2 separate regions of the Mus musculus genome follow, and region 1 is linked to region 2. A link is a contact called in public promoter capture Hi-C data. All regions are on one chromosome and are shown on one strand. Each heading gives the region's core, a stretch centred on a gene start, on an enhancer-like site or on the middle of the called end of the contact. The rest is flanking DNA. Distances are from core to core; before and after follow the strand shown.

What was found. Promoter capture Hi-C pulls out the DNA fragments that hold promoters and counts their contacts.
Region 1: a contact with region 2 is called in a promoter capture Hi-C map of embryonic stem cells, with 3 times the contacts expected there. The contact joins the promoter of Nfatc3 here to the promoter of Acd in region 2. A contact is called at or near these places in 24 of 39 promoter capture datasets (the 3T3-L1 cell line, the C10 cell line, the HPC-7 cell line and 13 more), 8 of 484 Hi-C or Micro-C datasets (B cells, CD8 T cells, bone marrow-derived macrophages and 3 more), 26 of 115 datasets of contacts at active chromatin or transcription factors (the 230-238 cell line, T-cell acute lymphoblastic leukemia, Th17 cells and 16 more) and 3 of 9 other capture datasets (adipose tissue, liver and macrophages).

Annotation. Positions count from the first base shown.
Region 1 is chr8:106,058,236-106,060,935 of GRCm38.p6, forward strand. It overlaps Nfatc3 (nuclear factor of activated T cells, cytoplasmic, calcineurin dependent 3), which reads left to right and starts at 1,355. Exons shown (of 10, transcript NM_010901.3): 1 at 1,355-1,758. The coding sequence starts at 1,656.
Region 2 is chr8:105,699,883-105,702,715 of GRCm38.p6, forward strand. It overlaps Acd (adrenocortical dysplasia), which reads right to left and starts at 1,346. Exons shown (of 11, transcript NM_001012638.2): 1 at 1,038-1,346; 2 at 821-957; 3 at 565-658; 4 at 400-476; 5 at 122-166; 6 at 1-13. The coding sequence starts at 1,136. Pard6a (par-6 family cell polarity regulator alpha) reads left to right here and starts at 1,765. Exons shown (of 3, transcript NM_019695.3): 1 at 1,765-1,921; 2 at 2,292-2,514; 3 at 2,726-2,833. The coding sequence starts at 1,859.

The DNA.
Region 1 (2,700 bases), core at 105-2,604, 360 kb after region 2:
CTCCTGTAGCGTGTGGGTGGGTGTTCAATGTCCTCAGAGCTCCTATCACAGCTCTAATCTCTTTGCACAGTAATTATATATTTGCTATTCCTCTCTCTCTCAACCCTGATGGGAGACTATCTCTGTATCTCTGTGTCCCTCATAAGTACTGGTAAAGCCCTGAGCAGGAATAAACCAGTCCAAGATGAATGGCTCACGAGCTCAGAACATTCCTTGCTCTTCTGACCCTAGGCTTAGCCGGGGTCCCCCTGAGGCTCACTTAGTAGCCCAGGAATCACTGAGATGCAGAGATCTTTGCAAGGAGCTTGTGCTTGCTCCATTCTCCCAGGGGCTTTTGTGAGTAGTATCAGACTTGCTGTCGTGGAGGAGGTGGTCACTGGCTTCTCCCAACTCCTTCTCTTAATCATGCGCTAAGTAAACAAGACTGAGTCCCCAGACTCCAAGGGATGGTGTCTTGGGCCATCTCATGTCTCACCGGGGAAGGCAGACTCTTTGAGGTGAAACCAAGATTGAAAGCCGGTTCTTTTTGACAGCGTCACTTCCTATATGTGGGCTTTCCTTGCTCGGGTGTCACAATGCCTTAGTCTCACGGTTATGTACTAAGATGCAGAGGCCAAGAAGGGTACTTTTCTCTGTGTCTGCTCAACTTCCGTCAAGGACCAGACCTGGTCCCTCTGATTTAGGTGAGGCCTAGCTAGAATGCATGGCATCCTCTCCGGGCCGGCTTGAGGGGACAAAGGCACAGCCACTGAGACGGGGCCCCACCCCAGAAGGGTGGCTCTGAATCGACTCCAGACTTGTCTCGCAAGGTTTTCTTCGGCTCCACCCTAACCTACCCAAAAGTTCGAACCAATCCCTGGCCCTCTCCAAGTTACGCCATCGAAGTTGGTATGGAGGGATGCGGGGGATGAGTGGTAACTTTTGAGGTGGTCTAACGAACGTATCCACTCTAAACTCAGCTATAAGTGAAAAGTACCTCTGTGGGGCCAAATATCCGGACACCTATAACCCTGGCGCTCTGCTACCCACTTCCTCGACATGAGCTCCGCCCGATGAGGGGGAAAAAGATAGTCTCCAATTGGCCTACGTGGGTTCCCAATCTAATTAGACAGCGCTATTGGCCCTACCCTGGTCTTGGTTTAGAAACTGCGGAAGAAAGAGAGTTTTAACTACAACTTCCGAGAGGGAGCAGGGCTCTGGCGCTTCTTGCTCACGTGACTTCCTCCTCGCAGAGGACTCACGCGATAGGTCGGTGAGGAGGCGGGGCCCGTGGCTGTCAGCGGGGCCAGCGGCCTATGGGCTGCCCCGTCGGGCGGGAGCGCGGCGAGGGGCGGGGCTGGGCGCGCTGCAGGGCGCGGGAGCGCGCCGGCGGCGGTGGCGGCAGTGGCGGCGACTGTGGGGGTGGGGGGCGGGGAGCCTTGGTTGAGGCGACCGTGGCTTTTCTGCACCCTCGACCGGCGGCGGTGACGGCTCCCGGTGCGGCGGGGCGCTCGGCCAGCTTTCTAGGTCGGAACGGAACGCTCGGCCTCGCGGGCCCCGCCCGGAAAGTTTGCAGTGGAGCCGCGACCTCCTGGCCGGCGCGGCCCAGCATGAAGCGGCGCTGAGGAGCCGCCGCGGCCGCCTGAGGAGGAGGCGCTGCACCCCGGGCCACGCCGATGACTACTGCAAACTGTGGCGCCCACGACGAGCTCGACTTCAAACTCGTCTTCGGCGAGGACGGGGCACCAGCGCCGGTGTCCCAGGTCTCGCGGCCTGCAGGTGGGTGCCGGGCCGGCCGGGACTGTGGAGCGTGCCCTCGCCGCGCTCCCGCCAGCTCGCCTTCCCCTCGGTCCCCCTGGTGCGTGCGGGTGGCGAGGAAAGCCCGATTTAATTTGAGGAGGAGAAGGAGGCGTGTGGTTCGGGGCGACGTGGAAGTGTCTTGGCTGCGAGCGAACTAGTAGGGAACTCGACTCCGAGAGGCCAGTGGCCGGCGGACGCCCGGGCTTTGGAGGCAGAGGTTGTTGGGGCCAAAGCCCCAAGAGGTTTCTGGTTGTCGTAGCTGTGCCAGCGTGGTGCAGAGGAAATGTCTCCGAGAAGTGTAAGCGCACTTCGCTGTCTTTAGGCTAGTTGTAAAATTCTTTATTTGAAAGATGCGTGTTTTCAAATTCCACTTTAAAAAAAAATCTACTTTGCTAGAAGAGCGAGTTCGAGTTAGTGTCCACTTGTGTAAATTTATATTCCATCCACGCTTAGTTTCAAGTATACTATAACGGACCTTTCTGAAAACTGGGTTGTTTTGCTTGGGCAAAGTGTTTCTGGAGATTAAAAAACAAAAACAAAAAAACAAGATACGTTGCCTTTTAAAATTACAGTTCTCCTAGAATGTTCTAGAAGGCATTTTTTAATAATTTTAAAAAAAAAAGCTCTTCTCAGAAGATGTTTTAAAAGATAAGTTGGGAAAGCTGGACACCATAATGCTTGCGGGTCAAACCAGTCAGTAAATAGAAACAGGATGATGACTGGGGACTTAACTCTCTCCTGTGACCTGGTTTGGAATAGTGTGGTTCGTTAAGTTCAGCTTCCCTATTACATATGCAAGAGAACTTAGAAAAAGAAGATGGATAAGAGTATTCATGTTTATTCTTTCCAGTATTAAGTGAATTATTTAAATTTTTTCATAGTATTGTGAGGGCTAATACATTGTTTTCTCAGCGTTGCATT
Region 2 (2,833 bases), core at 96-2,595:
TGAGAGGTGGTCCCTAGAGAAACAGTGAAGACTTCTCAGGGACAGCTCTGATGCCAATCTACCCAGCTCTGCCACCCGTGACCATACCGCGCACAGCCTCAGGGCCCAACCCCAAACTTACTCAAGACACTCATTGAGTTTTCTCTGCACATCTGAATCCTGATTGCTGGGAGAAAGAGGAGGGTGGTAGGTGATCAGGGTTATTGATGCCCATCCCTCTCACCTGAAGATCTATGCCAAGTGCGCGTGAAGAGACAAAAGGTGGAAGCTTCATTTAACTGTTTTGTTTTGGGGAGAGGAATATGGAGAGATTTAGACTGAAGCCCTCAGGACTTCAGCCATGCGAAGCCTGTAGTCTGCCACTGAGCTACATCCCCTTCCCTTAAAGGGACCACTTACCAACCAGTCACCTGTATCCGGGGCTGCTCCGTGGGCAGCAGGTTAAAGCGATCCACCTGGAGGTAGAACTCCGCAGGCTGGAGGAGTTGGGGAGTGGTGTCTCAGGAGTGGTGACAAAGAGCTAGGTACAGTAACCAACCCGCCCAAGTGAGCCTTACCACTCACCGCATGGTCCTGAGCCACCTGAACGCGGAGCCCGCAGGCCTGCAGTAGCAGGAGCCGGCCCTCGGTCCCGCGGAATCCGAGCTCCTTCTCCTCCCTGCGGCGAGCACAGCCCTCATTGTCCAGAGCACAGGCACAAACCCCCATACGCCTGGGGAATGAGCTTTCCCCACTTCTCCAGTACCCGCCCACTTCAGGTTCAATGCCCCACTAGCCAGCTGGCCTCCCACCTTCCGCTGACAAGTAGCACTTCTCTTACCAGTCGGAGGTGTCGATGGCGTTGCGCGTCACCACGCATCGGACACTGTGGGTTCCGTCTGACACAAGTAACACGGCCCCGGTGTCAGGTGTGTCAGGGGCGGAAGAAGGGCCGGGAGTCTCCGAGTCCTGGAGTACCTAACACAACAGTAGTGGCTAGTGTCAATTCACTCCCGCCTTCTCTACCCGGGTCTCTGGGATCTGAGCGACCTGCTTACCTTGAGCAGCTGCCCGGTTCGTGGACTTGACAGTGTTTCTGAACCTAGGATCAGCTCTCGAATCCAGGGCTGTAGGGCCAGCAACCCTGAATCGGACATTAGCAGGGCGGCACCCTGGGCGACCCCCAGGAAAGGGTCTTCCCGCGAGCACCGCCGCTCCGCCTCTAGCGGGAGAGGAAGCACGTGACCGCCAGGCGGATCCTAAGTTTGAGACTCCGCCCCCCTCGCGGTTCTGCGCCTGCGCAAGCTCTTCCCGGGTCCTGCTGACTGACCTAGCTGCTGGCTGATGACAGTTTATTCTTACCGGGGCATCTCTCTGAGCCCGTGAGCTGTTCCTCAGTACAACTCTAGAGCCGGAAAGGAAAAGGCAAGGACTAGATTGGATGAGAGCGATCCAGGTTAGGAGGCTGCAGCAGAGAATGGGGCCTGAAGCCACTTTGGCTCTGTGTAAGACCTCCAGAATTTTCCTAAAATGTTGCCGTAGTTTCCTTTACAAAATGAAAATGACAGCACGGACAACTTAATAAATGTTTGTTCCCTCATTCTGCCTTCGGATTGGTCGAGTCCTTTTTGGGACGCTCGAACCATAGCGTAATGACGTAAGAACAGAGAAAGCCCTCTCTGCCTCCGTCTCCGTTTCCTAGGAAACGTAGACTCCACGTTTCTCGGTGTCGCGTCCCCCTTGACGTCATGGTTTGGGTGGGAGGGCGGGGCGAGTGCTACCGCCAGGGGCGGGGCGGCTCGGGCCAGCGGGCCGGGCTGTGCACCTGCGCCTCGGCGGGCTGCTGTGGGGCACTGTCCCCCGCCCGCCAGGCCCTGCAATGGCCAGGCCGCAGAGGACTCCGGCGCGCAGTCCCGATAGCATCGTCGAGGTGAAGAGCAAAGTAAGGGCTTCTCTGGTCTCGGCTCTAGCCACTGCGCTAGGGCTCCTAATTCCCTTTCTCTCCCTTATTAGTTCCTTGGCTCTCCATCACCTCTTTCTGTCCTCCATCCTCCGTCCTATTCTGCTTTTCTGTCTGCCTCCCCTCATCGCATCCTCCCTCCCACTACGGACTTCCAGAGTCCCTCTGTGGCCTGGGTATGTGGAGAGCAAGGGAAAGACCTTGGACAGTGTCCCTTGTACTGGAGCTGAGGTTTAAGCCTAAGGCTGCAGCTGTTCCAGCAACCTTTCCCTCTCCTGACAGCCTCAGTGCTGTGGTGAGAAAGGGGCTTGGGATGTCCTGACACTCCGTTCCCTTTCCCTCCCGCCTCCAGTTTGACGCCGAGTTCCGACGCTTTGCACTACCCCGCACTTCGGTGAGAGGCTTTCAGGAGTTCTCGCGATTGCTGTGTGTGGTACACCAGATCCCTGGCCTGGACGTCCTGCTTGGCTATACGGATGCTCACGGTGACTTGCTGCCCCTCACCAACGATGACAGTTTGCACCGGGCCCTGGCCAGCGGGCCCCCACCTCTGCGCCTCTTGGTTCAGAAACGGGGTGAGGATGGGGTACAGTGGGCAGCTTTCTTGGGTTAGGGTGATAGGACAGGTATATCAGGGTAGATCATACCCAGGGCCCCCAGGCTTTATGTTCTGTAGCCTCTGCCCTTGGTCTGACCTCCAAGTAGCAGGAAAACAGTTGACATTGTCCCTATCACAGGCCCAATTGGGAGAAGTCTCTAATCTTAGTCCCCCCCCCTCTCCTGCAGCAGAAGGTGACTCGAGTGGCCTGGCTTTTGCCTCCAACTCTCTACAAAGGCGCAAGAAAGGGCTCCTGCTACGACCAGTGGCACCTCTGCGCACCAGGCCACCCTTGT